Linked DNA regions of Triticum aestivum: region 1 is linked to region 2. The links are chromatin contacts, called in public Hi-C maps. All regions are on one chromosome and are shown on one strand. The core of a region is the stretch at or near the end of the contact, and the rest is flanking DNA. Distances in the headings are between cores, read along the strand shown. Region 1 holds the start of LOC123098666 (UDP-glycosyltransferase TURAN). Region 2 holds the start of LOC123100339 (salicylic acid-binding protein 2).

Region 1 (6,616 bases), core at 891-3,390, 210 kb after region 2:
AGTACAGTAGTGTTCTTGTCTTCCACTTCTTTTTCTTTGTTGTAAGAAGAGAAAACCAAATAAAATAAATTAAACTGCAATATGCTTATATCATGAAAAAAATCTGGTTGGTTGGAGAACAACATACCAACAGAGATGCAATCAGCACTGCCCATAGCACCACAAATGGAACCACCCAACCTGCAGAACAACTATTTCATGTGTTAAGGCTACATATGCTGTTATGCAGTACCGCAAGTAGCGAAGGAAGAACAGACAACAAATGCTCACCTCATGTTTCTCAGTCAAGGAAGCAGGACGGAAAAATTCAGGAGAATGATCATAAAGAACTGTTGCTCTGAAAATTGTGACTATGTTAGTATAAACTGCAGCATGCGCACAACAGCCTTAATGACAAAAAATAAGAAGTTGAAGTTCAATCTGTTTACTTGATTCCCCAATTTTGAGCAAGCTCATGTTGCATTGCTTTCGTAACGCAAAAGGCACCATCAGCCATACGTCCAAAGTGCTTCTCAAACCTAGAATACAAGAAAACAACACTAATTAAAACACATGACCAATAGGATACACCAGCAGTCTAGCAGATAAGCGAATATGGTTGGAGGGGTTACCAAAAATAGACTTTGACTATTACATGACTTCTGCCATGAGACAACCCAAGCAAAGTATATCCAAAGTTATGCCAATCCACAATAAATTTAGCACCTCTTAGCCAGCTAACCAGTTTTACAGCCGCCAATGTTGGAACGGAGGGTGGATTCTGTTGGACAAAAGATGGTCAAATGACACAAATCAGGTCTCTCATTGTTACTGTGAAACGCGATAACTAAATTTTTGACATTTTTATATTACCAAAAGAATCTTTAAATATATCAATCAAAAGGGGCTCTAGGTGATTAAATCTTAACGGGGTGAGACTGAAGCATATTCTGTAACTAGGTAAGGGTCAGAGTAAGCAATTTTGTGAATATACTACAATCAGCATTGCCAAAATGAGAATGGTGTAAACAATATGTTACTGTACATATAGCATAGCACGAGTTACTATTTAATACTTAAGCTGCACAATAAGCCAACTATGACTATTCATTTACTTAGTATGGTAGACAACGAATTCTAGATTGTTGAATGCTCTAAAAAAGAACTAAATTTGCTGACAATGCTAGTGATTAGACATACTGTTCATGTAATTCTGAACCACATATGCAAATAAGAGAGCTGCATGTAATTTTACCTGAACAATGAAGACATCAGGGCGAGGAATCTTAAAGCAGAGAAACCAAATCAGCATGATAAACTGGATGGCAGCTTTAAGTAGCAGCGCCAGGGCACCAGATATCTTTGAAATTCCCGATAACTGCACTGATTTCTGAAGATAATACTTGGAAGTTAACTGTAGTAAGAGAAAATAGAGAAAATAAAATACTTCAAACGATCAATACCATCTCGTGTATATGAATTGATGGATTCTCTCTCAGGGATAAATGGGGATCACTTCCTGCTCAAAGACATAGGATAGGATACAAGGTCAGATCTCAACAAAAATAACACTGAAAGCTGATGAAACTCCGGCCTGTATGACGTTCCTTAACATGCATCTAGGAAATAGATGGCTTCGTTCTACCATTTGGCAGTAGAATTCAACAACAAAACGAAATTGTGTGAAGACAGAATACCTCCGTTTGCAACAATGTCCACTTCCATGCCGGCCTGTTAAGAAGAAGAATAACGAACAGCTAAGTCTAAGATACTACTAAAACACAAAATCCTATGCTCTAATTCGATCCGGCCAAAACAGACGCGAGGTTACGGATTCGTCAGAGGAGCACCTGGTTGGCGAGCGAGAGGGAGTGGTACTGCATCCGCGGGCTGCGGCCGATGTCGCCCAGCACAACCACCGCCGCGCGCCTCCTCCTTCCTGCCTCCTCCGCCATCGCCGTCGAATCTTTTTCCCCCAGAGTGAGGGGGAGGGGCAGCGCTAGGTGTGGACGGCGGGAAGGGGGGTCGTGGGGGAGGGCCGGAGGGGCGGCGACCGGCGGCGATGGGGACGGAGGAGCTCTGCTCTCTGTTGGGATCCAAAAACGGCTGAAAAGTCCTGAACTGTTGGTCCCACCTGTCAGGGCCATTGACGGGTCCAGTTGCAATAACTACCCAGGGCAGGGCCTTCCCTGAAACATTCCACCACGGCCGGCCGCCGCACCGCAACCTTGGGTTTCCTCTGCGAGAGACGGCGGCGGCGGCTGAGGGCCTAGCCACTCCGCCCGATGTATCGCGGCAGCGGGTCGGCGGCTGCTCCCGGCGAGCAGCCCATCGACGCCAACCCTGTCGGTGAGCCCGCAATTCCCTGGCGTTATTAAAGCTATTTTCTGCACTATGGGCTGCGTGCTTAGGGCAACTCTAACACATCCCCCAAAAGTTAGCGCCCAAAAACCCATCCCCGAAATTCCTGCGAGGAGAATCGGCATTCTCCAGCTATGCCTTAGATTACAGATAGTTCTAAACTATGTGGAATGTATTTCTGCATATAATTATAGAGGAGGACAAGGACATAGAAAACAATGGTGATGAATCTTGCAGTGCGAATGGTAACCATCCTTGAGAACATTCCGGTGGCTGATAAGCAGCAAAATGTGTCATATGGTGTGTTTCTCTTCTTGATGTCTGATTGAGTCAGTGTTCTTGGATATTGCTTACTTCTTGAGTACTTGTTTATTCTGATGTGATTGGAGGATTTGTCCATTGATGATTTTATCATCTCACTTCTCATCTGGGACCAGCATTCTGATTTCTGTATGTTGTACATTGAGCAAATGCAGAAAAGAATTCAAAATGAAAGGAGCCCCAAACATGATTTTGCTGCCATTATTGAACTGATTCAAGCGATCAATGTATGCCATGGCCAGTTTGTGGAGCAAGCACTGGAGCATATCCACTAAGAGTACGGTATTCACTATCAAGTACAGTACATTCCTACAGTATATGGTATTCACTTCCGAATATGGGCTATACATTTCTACAGTCTTGTCACACTTCAACGACAGAAAGGGTGTGATTTCTGACAAATTTATTCACTGTGAATTATCACAAAATTGAGCTGCTTCGTATGTTCATGTTCTACATGACCTGGATTTATTTTGTTTTGTTAACCGCCACAAGCACGAATTGACCTTTGTGGCATACGGAACCAATGGATACACTTGCTGCACAACAATATGGTTTCACCTTGTTGTTATAGTGGCAACCAGACGTGTTGTTTTCCAGTATGTTATCCATTTGAAGATGTTATCCTCTCCAGATTTTTAATTTCTGATGGAGTAACTATTGTGAGTAGGACCAGGTTAGCAGTGCAACTGTACGTGTTATAATAAGCACATATGCATGCTAGATGAATGGCAGTTAAACTATTTACTTCTTTTTACAACTATAGATCTTTATCATCTTGTGACCTCTCTATTGCAATTTGATGCTTGGTGTAAATACCTCGTGCACCCTGTCTGTGTCTCAAAATCTTGAATAGTTTCACGAAATTCCGGCTTCTTGGAGCAGATACAATTGCTGAACTTAATGAATCAGTTCTGTTGTGCCCCTGTCTCTGTCTTCTAGCAGCATCATAGTAACCGTATGGCACTAGTACAGTGGAATGTTTATTTCACAAAGTTCAATCCATTTTTCAGGATGATTGTTGTGGCAGAAACTTAACGAATTTGTGTTGCTCTGGTTGCAGACTTGCAGTTGTGTTCATTATATCCAGACACCATGAGGTACTGCTGAATGAGCTCAAATCGCCGAGTTGCTTGAGTTGGGAAAGTTCTCAAAATTCATGGATTCCATTACTCGGGACAGCACACGTCTTCTAAATGCTGACAACCCCGCGTTTGACTATGTACATCGAATTTTAAACAGCCTTTCTATTAACACGTAAGCTCTTGGGAAATCCTCCTTTCCTATTCAAATGATTTAACTTAGATACACATCATCATTAGTTGATTATTTTATTTCTGCACCTGGAGATAATTTAGTAATATGTACGCATCATGATTGCGATGTTTATTTTTATTGTTGCATGTTCTCAATAATTTTGTATGAGTGGTATTATTACAAAGTCTACTCATATTTCATACTTAAATGGTAGTGCAGAAATTGTTTATGAGTCCCATTGCTGTGACAGTCTAAATGCAGTCTCAGTCTGACGGATAGTCCAAGGTTCCAAGCCTATCCATGGGTACCAGTATCTCTGTAATTCCTCCATTTCAAAGAAGCATGCCACTACTTAAAGCGAACATGTATTTTTTTTTTTTACTTTGTATGGAGAAAAGTTCACAGTTAAGTTAATCATGGCAGATGATTTCTGTTAGGTTTGATTTCCTATGCCCTCTATTTATTGGAGAGTTGAGATGTCCAATGCCACGAGTGTATTGCTATTAAAATCCTTAGAGGAAGATAACATAAGACAGAACCCAGTTTTGTTTCATTGATGTTGCAGCTGACAAAAAGGGTGTTGCCTGGTTATCTGTGTTACCGACCTAAGTTACCACCATGCAACAATGGTGGTGTTGGTTACATATGTTATCTGCAAAACTAACCCCGCTTATATCTGCAAAGAATTTGGGCTTAGCGTACCTAAATTAGAACATACGAGCTAGTTATCGACACTAGAAAAACACTCATTAAACAGTAAACTTCTCTTCTCTTTTTTTTAAGGACATTCAAAGAAACTTCCTTTCATTTATGGACCTCTGTTCCAAACAAGTTGTGCCATTTCTTTTTTCCCTCGAACACTTAGTATGTGCCATTTCATTTAGTTGATCTCGATGTTACTAAGCTTCAACTACATTATCTATCAGTTTTTTTTTTGAAATACATTATCTATCAGTTGTTCTTCTACTATCCTATCAAGTAAATAATGGCAATGTTGTAATATTTTACCTGATGGAGGAGGGCACACTGCACCTTGCATGTATCAGTCTCTATCTAACGGACAATGCGTCGTGTTTCCTACAGCGTGCAGGTCTGGTTTTCTTTAGAGATGCCATCTGTACTTGGTATTGGACTTGAGGAAGCCAATACAAACATGATCGACGCGGATGAGACTGACGGTAGTGACATTCCATTGCTGCGTATACTAATCAGTTAGACAGCGAAGGCACGACCCTGACTGCTGGTGACGGTTAATTAATTGATTTACTATACACAACGGGCGTTGCATCTTATGTTCCTGTGACTGAGACAAGCAATACTTGTGGTGATTCTAAATTGCAATGAATTTGTGCGTGTTCCACGCTGCGCGATAATGCTCCATCGATGGGGATTGGTCGTGCGTCACGAAGAGAGCACCGCTGCGTTTATTAAATTGCAAAACTGAAATTTATATAGAGAGGTTGCTTTCGTTGTAATGCTTGCTTCATTGCGTGCCATCTTAAAGCTTGGACATGTGTTTTGGGTGTTTTCTCTTTTGTGCTTCGGGTAATAGGCATGCATATCCTCCATGATTAGGCTGTGCAGGCTGAGAAGTATGTTTAATCTGCTCATTCTGTTTGTTCAAGTGCAAAACACACAGGACTGCTATGATGGATGGAAGACGAAGAAAAAGTGAAATTACAAAGACTCTAGGATGACACACTGAACACCTCTGTTTCTTCTTGCAAGGTATTTTTTCTCTGTAACACGCTGAACAATACTGTTACTGCCTGGAAGCTTAGGATTCAATTCCCGCACGCTATATGATGCGTTTTTTTTTTGTCTGATTTTTCTTCAGGTTTTAATCCATGGTGTTTCTCCGTTCCAAACTAATCGAAGTTCCAGCTTTGTTCTAAGTCAAACTTCTCCATATTTGACCAGAATCATAGAAAAACGTGTTGACATCTTTGGATTCTTTCTGGAAAATAAATTTATGACAAAGAAAATGAAACAAATTTGTTGTTATAGATGTTGCTATATATTCTTTCTATAGATTTGGTCAAATTTTAAAAAGAAATTAACTTTGGAACGAAGAAGAAACTATTAACAATTTTTTTGGGGACATCAGAAGTAACTCTTAATGTGGTTGAACTAATTAGATGTCCAACTAAAGAGAAGAAACCGGTGCCCGGCCGGCCATGGCTTAAAAGATGCCGCATTCGTCGTGGAAGTCATCCAACACGGGCTGTATCGGTCCACCGAGCGGTTCAGACGTGTTTTCTCTAGCAAATTGAAGACAAAAATTGGGGGAGTATTGCGGGAGTTTAGACAGAAGACACATAGGACTTCAACACGTAGGATTCTTACACCCTCGGCCGACCCAATCCCCACTCTCGGTCTCATTTCCTTCTGTCCCGCCCCTTCTCCTCCTTGCTTTACATCCGCACCATCCACCTCGTGACCGTTGTTGTACGTCTCCAGCTGCCACAGAAGCATTGCAGGGCGTCCTCAACCAGCACCGACGCGCCCGCTCGCCTCTACGATGGCCCTGTCCACCCTGGAACCGTTTGTACACACGTACACTCCGCCCCCATATAGACGACCTCCATGGCGAACTCCACACTTGGCAGGTGTTCGATCAAATGTCATTGAGCTTATTTTTGAACGCATGTTGTTTTTTAGAGTACGAAGAATGGTGAGCTACTCGGTCATGAAGGGT
Region 2 (6,751 bases), core at 1,334-3,833:
GGGACTTCTTGATCTTGAGAAACTACACTAACCAACCAACCACAACGCCGTTCGGTGATCATTTCTCCGTTTTCTGCTATTTCTACTTTCTTTTCTTTCCCTTTTTCTTTTGGTTTTTTGTTTCTTCATTTTTCTTTCCTTTTCCTTTTTTCGCTTTTCTTTTCCTTTTCTTTACTCAATTCGTCAATTTTTTAAAAATCCATGAACTTTTTAAATTTTAATGAATTTTTTTGAACATTGATGAACTCTTTTTGAACTTTTTTCAAAACTGATGAACATTATTTCAAATTCATGAACTTTTCCTAAATCTGTGAACTATTTTTCAAAATCAATGAACTTTCTTAAATTTTTGGTGAACTTTTTTTCAACATTGATGAACTTTTTTTTCAAAATTTGTGAACTTTTTCCAAAATAATGAACTATTTTTCAAAAATCAATGAACTTTTTCAAATTTTGTGATTTAGTTTCAAAATTGATGAACTTTTTTTCCAATTTTGGTGAACTTTTCTCAGTTTTTACATTTTTTCAACATTTATGAACTTTTTTCAAATTATCTGTTAACATTTTTTTTCTGCAAATGGATGAACTTTTCTGATTTCACAATTTTCCATAAGTATAAAAAAACCGGCCGGTTTTTTCGACCAGGCCAACTGCAAACAAATACGAGAAAAAAAATGTGGCCGAGCGAGCGAGCGAGCGGGCGTGCAACTGGAACCCAACGGAGGAAGAAAAGCGCGTTGCTGGGCCGCAGCCCACTCGGGCGCGCGTGAGCGCCAGTTCGTTCCAGGGCGCAGAGGGCGCCGTACAGGAGCTCTCCGTTTCAAGGGTGGCGAGTGTCATGACCTGGCCCACTCCTGGACATCAGCCCAAGGCGCCAGACCTAGGAACTGGAGGCCCAGACAGAAGATGGCGTGAAGACGGCCTGAAGAATGTCGAGTTTCCAGATAGAACTAGACCATTTCCCCCGTCTGTCTGTATCTCTCCCTCCCCTGATCTTCTTCCTCCTCTGTAAATCCGAATAGGCAAGCTGAGTGCATCACAACAACCAGTAGGTGCTCACCCTCAAAAAAAACCAGTAGGTGCTCACCCACCGCCACCGGAAATTCACTTTGGCACCACGATGCGATGTGACGTTGAAACATCGTCTTTCTGAAATTGAGTGCGATATAAAGTCTCGGCAACATTCAAAACCTATCCAATCGACAACAAAAAATTGTCGAGGAAACATAATGAAAGGGACAAAACACCACCATGAACAAGAGCAGTAGATAGATCAGTACTGTACTACAAAGGTCGGAGACTGACACAGACAGCACTGACAAATCACAAATTAATGCCGGCAACAAGACCGTATCATCAAAGGTAAAGAGATAGACCAGCAAGCGCAGCGTGTGCCACACCATATCGTCAGGCGGTATACTTGACGGCGATGTCGGCGAGGCAGTGCGCTAGCTCGGCCGGCGTCGAGAACAACGCCATGTGGTCGGCGCCGTCGATTTCCTTGACCTCCTCCACGGGGTAGTTCTGCACCATCCACCGTTGGAACCCCTCGACGATGGCGTTGTCGTCCTTGAGGACGATGAACACCCTGCGCACCGACCCGTAGCGAGCCTCCGTGTATGGTGGCTGCACTCTCAGGTCCTCCACGAACATCGAACCGACCCTCATCAGGGATCTTCCCAGCGTCAGATCCTGCCATACATATGATTCCAAACAGCATGCAACTCTAGGATTAATTTCTATTTGGTCAATTTCAAATTTCAATCAGTGTACAGCTTCCCAGCATGCAGGGGCATTTCATCGATGTTCGAACAGATTGATTAACAGAGCGACAGGTTCGTAATTTCGCATACCTCCGGCGAGCACAGCTGCAAGAACTTTGCTCGGGTGACCAGCGGCCCGAACTGCATGGCAGTAGGAAGCTTGCCCTCCGGATCTTGAGGCTTAAACTCCGTGTCCATCCAGTCCAGCGTTCCCCCCTCCACGAACTTTTTAGATCGAGCAAACACTCAGTAGTATAAAGAGCAATAAGCTGGCGTACCTTTGCAGATTCGACGGCGTACCTTTTCAAGCACGTACGCCGGCGACGACCTGTGGTCCGGCATGAATGCGGAGAGGAACACCGCAGCGGCGACCTTCTCCGGGAACAGCTCGCAGGCGAGGGCGATGTTCACGCCGCCGAGGCTGTGGCCGACGAGCACCACCTTCTCCCCGGGCGGGAGGCACTCCAGGAGGTCCAGCAGCGGCTTGGTGTAGTCGCGGAACGTCGGCACCTCGCGCAGCGGCCTGGGGTCCACGCCCGACGCCGCGAGGTCAGGCGCACTGACGCGGTGCCCGGCGTCCCTGAGCCGCGTCGCCACCTTGAACCAGGCCCAGCCGCCGACGCATGCGCCGTGCACCAGAACGATGTGCTTGCCGCTAGCTTGGTCCGCCGGAGCCTCCATCTCCATGTGCGTGCGTGGGGTTTTGCGACTGTTTCTCTTTCTCCGTGCTTGTCGTTAGCTGTGGCTCCGATGTCAAAACCTCGGGCGCTGTTAGATTTATGAAGCCGCTCTTGAAGCTTCGGGCCCGCAACCGCAAACTATCATCGATCAGCAGAATCACGTGCTAGCGAGGATGAGCTTGAATAATCATGTATGCGAAGTCAACAAAACATGTTTAGTTGGAGGTGCCACTGGAGGGCTGCTAAAAGCAATAATGCTGGACTTATATGGAAAGAATATACGCACTGACCTTACGGACATGGACGTGGGCCTGTGCAGTTGGCTAGCTTCAACAGTTGCTCAGCACTCACTCCGTTTAAACAAGTGCACCAGTCCGTAGCCGCCAGGGCCGTACCCCGGAAACTGAGGCCCCGGAGCGAAATCACAATTTAGGCCCCATGTATAAGAAAGTCAAGTAGGCAATTAAAACATTATTTTTATTAGTCAGTACGGTAGTACAAATTTCTCAAGGAATTACATGCTAGTACAAGAGAAAAATCTTAGAATTTTGAGCTACAAGTTCATCTTTTACTCTTTTAGCCAAAGTGTGTCATCCTAAATAGAACTTTTCTCCAATGGTCCTTTTCTTGCTCAAGTTGTCGCTGCGCTGCACAATCAATAATTTGATTCTTTTGCAACCGTAGACGCAAATCATAGCAAGTGATCATATTCAGAACATGTTCGACACTTGTTTCGTGCTCGCAAATGCTAATGCTAAGATGTGCCCAATCATTAAAACCCTCACTTTTTTCTTTTGGCAGTTTAACGGTTCAGTCTTTGCTCTTTATTAATCTCAGGATTTATTGACGTGCGTTGGGCTGGGGGCTGCACTTTTTTGTTTTGGCACTTTAACGGTTCAGTCTTTGCTCTTTATTAATCTCGAGATTTAGTAATATATATATATATATATATATATATATATATATATATATATATATATATATATATATATATATATATATATATATATATGGTACTTGCACACAAATTGGGGGGCCCAGATTTTCGGGGGCCTGTGCAGCGGCTCCACTTGCACATGTGGCCTTTCCAAATTTGATGATTTCAATCTGCTAGGGACTGATCCAACTATCAATGTGTAGAGTTGGACATTTGACAGTCAATATGATGGAAAATTACATAATGTGTGAGTCGACTTTGGTAAAGTACCTGAATGCTTAGACAAATTTGGTAACTTTGTTTGGATTTATGAAGCCGCTCTTGAAGTGTTGGCTCCCACGGCGGGCCTAAACGTTGACCAAGAGTGGGCAGCAATTTTTAATTTTAATTGTGCCGGGCTGAAATTTGAACTCATAACACCAAAATCATGTAGAGTTGCATGCAAAAGCTGATTGACAAGGTAGGCTCCGCACTTATACTGCAACATCCAGTGATGGAGAGTCTGTGGTACCATGTCATCAACCCGTTCGGGAGGAAGAAAATGGTCGGCTCAGGGATTTTGATGTAATTTCTTTATTTTTCCAGAATGTTTGCACCGTTGGTTTGGTTAATAGATCTAGGTATGTTTTCTTTGCCAAAAAAAGATTATAGCATTTACATTTCCATGTAAACTTCTTCTCTGTAAATTGAGGGTCACAAACTATACTATGAACAATACAACTTGAGTAAAAATTAAACCTTTTCCTTTAGGATTCAACGTTTTTATGTTCTGAATATGAAATGTTTAGTGTGTATGATTCTTCTAATTTTTTTTTGCATGATGTATGATTACATCAGTTATTTCCCTTCATAGGAAGATTCTCACAATTAAATACTTAGCTTATTGTGGTCATGCTATTAATCAAATACACCTTTTTTTAAGGAGCATTACCCCCGGCTTCTACGTCAAAATGATGCATGCGGCCATCTTTACTAATCAATAGAGTGACAAAATAAATACAAACATCAACCCAAAGCCACCTTCGAGGCGAAAAGTCGCTACACCTAAAAGTATAAAGATGTGCCCTGATTGCATCAATGGACACCATCTAATCCAGTATTCTAGTGGGCTCAAGAAGCCGCCCACCTAGCAAGCTGAGAGAACCAAGCGATCTAAGCATCCCACAATGCGCACCGCATGCGTACGCTCTAGGATTCTGCCATCTTCCGCCGTCCCATCTTCGAGAGGGACCATTGCATAGACCTTGCCAGGCCCATCGGTCGTCGACGTCACCACAAGGCCAAACAACGCCACCATCCTGCACACATCCATCAAACCGCATCCAGCGCCGAGACTACGCTGCTCCATGCCATCGAGACCCGCCATCTTCAATGCGGTATGTAACACCGCTCCACCTGTTAGCTCCTCCAATGAAACTCTGCTCCAAAACAATGCCCTTAGGAGGGAAAACGGCATCACAGTCTCCGTCATCATCCGATCCGGGAGATCCAGATCTAGGGTTTCCCCTGAAACAGATGCCCCTAGAGAAAGAGGGGCACGCCATCTGCACCTACCAACAAACCCAAACAATGCCCACCATCACAAAGCTCTCATGGTGATACCTTCAGGACGGACACGATGCCTTGAGCGCCGTCGCCAGTCACCGCAGTTAGGGTTTTCACCCGAGAAGCAGTGAGGTGGGAAGGGGTAGGGCGGACCTGAACGATGTGTCCAAGAAGAATATCCGCAGCCACGAGCGTGTCGTCGTCGTGGCCGGCCGAAACCGACCAAGGAATTATCCCGATCTGGATCCCCACCTCCCTCTCTACCCACAAACCGGTGCCCAGCTAGCTAGCCAGCACGGCCAAGTCCAGCGAGATTGGAGCGCACCTAGACGGGACTAACAAAACAAATATGCAGTAGTTATTTATACCAAGCATCGTAGGACACCATGGTCGTAAAGAAACAAATGTACCAAGCATCATAGTTATTTATATGCAGTAGTTGATTATGTTTGCTCTCGGATGGGAGAGAATTCCTTATTTGGCCCTTTGTTAAAATTTGCTTCCTTGTTTGGCCCAAAAAACTCTTTTCTTCCTCTTTTGGCACTCAAACTTTATTTAATTTGTTTCCTATGTGACATTTCCATCCAGCAGTGTTAACTAGCATTTAGAAAGACAATTTTGCCCCTGATGGTAGTATGTCAACAAAAAAAGAGGAAGAGAAGGCGTGTGAACGACAAAAAAAATACTCCCTCCGTTCCTAAATATAAGTCTTTGCAGAGATTTCACTATGGACCACATACAAATGTATGTATGTAGATGCGTTTCAGAGTGTAGATTCACTCATTTTGCTCCGTATGTAGTCCATAGTCGAATCTCTACAAAGACTTTATGAACTAAGTGAATCTCTGTTGTACAAATTTGCCATCTTTCGGGGTTTGTTTCCTATATTTAAGACATTAAGTGCATATCTCAGTATTTAGTGGATATAACAAAATTTGAACATCAAGCGCACGAGAAAGTTCGCAAATTTGGTTAAAAAATCATATTTGTGTTCTTGAGTCCATGTTTAGGCCTTATCAAAGAAAATAAAAGGAATTTTGAACATTAGGGGGCCAAGACTCGACCCCAAACATGAAGTTTATTAGGTTTTAATTTAAAAAATGCAAACGATGTTTGAAAAGGATGAAACTTGGCATGGTATCCTCATATGACACATATAGGTTGTAGTAAAATTTTAGAATGTTTCATAAAAGTTGTGTCGTACACCGCTAGACACCGACCTATCTTCGAGAAAGAAACTTTGTTTTGAGAGGGAAAGAGTTAGGTTTGAAGGTGATGCCGCCACTGTATCATTTGTTGGCTTTGAATTTTTTTTATACACCCAAGATACACCATTGCATGATCCATGTCAAAATTTGACATCTTTCGGGATCTGTGCACTATATTTAAGAAACTAAGTGCATGTCTAGGCATTTAGTTAATCTAATAAAAATGCATGTACATGAAATTTTTGCATTAGGTTGAAAAATCATATTTGTGTTCTGCAGCCCATGTTTAGGCCTTATCCAAGAAAAGAAAATTAATTGTAAACATGACTGTGTCAAGACTCGACCCAAAATTTGGAGTTTATTGATTTTATTAATTATGAAAATGCAAATTGTGTCCAAAACCAAATGAAACTTGGCATGGTCCCCACATATAACACCTACATGTTGTGGTAAAAATTTGAGAAGCCTTTCACAACAATGGTGATGTCGACTGCTTAGAAACCGGAGTTTCCCCGGGGAAGAAATGTACGTTCGAGAGGAAACAGGTCTGGTTTGAAGGCGGTACAGTTGTTGCTTCATCTGCTAGACTTCACCTTTTTTTTCTACACTCCAGATACA

Evidence for each region. A called contact is a pair of places that touch in the nucleus more often than the background predicts.
Region 1: a contact with region 2 is called in a Hi-C map of leaf, with 2.4 times the contacts expected there. The contact joins the promoter of LOC123098666 here to the promoter of LOC123100339 in region 2. A contact is called at or near these places in 3 of 5 Hi-C or Micro-C datasets (all in leaf).

Annotation. Positions count from the first base shown.
Region 1 is chr4D:465,736,013-465,742,628 of IWGSC CS RefSeq v2.1, forward strand. LOC123098666 (UDP-glycosyltransferase TURAN) reads right to left here and starts at 2,141. Exons shown (of 16, transcript XM_044520712.1): 1 at 1,830-2,141; 2 at 1,677-1,710; 3 at 1,443-1,498; 4 at 1,235-1,369; 5 at 612-760; 6 at 429-518; 7 at 271-337; 8 at 128-191; 9 at 1-34. The coding sequence starts at 2,126. It overlaps LOC123098667 (a long non-coding RNA gene), which reads left to right and starts at 2,171. Exons shown (of 5, transcript XR_006447959.1): 1 at 2,171-2,328; 2 at 2,817-2,938; 3 at 3,725-3,918; 4 at 5,002-5,646; 5 at 5,756-6,616.
Region 2 is chr4D:465,528,351-465,535,101 of IWGSC CS RefSeq v2.1, forward strand. It overlaps LOC123100339 (salicylic acid-binding protein 2), which reads right to left and starts at 2,584. Exons shown (of 3, transcript XM_044522278.1): 1 at 2,064-2,584; 2 at 1,854-1,988; 3 at 1,231-1,692. The coding sequence starts at 2,450. The coding sequence ends at 1,408.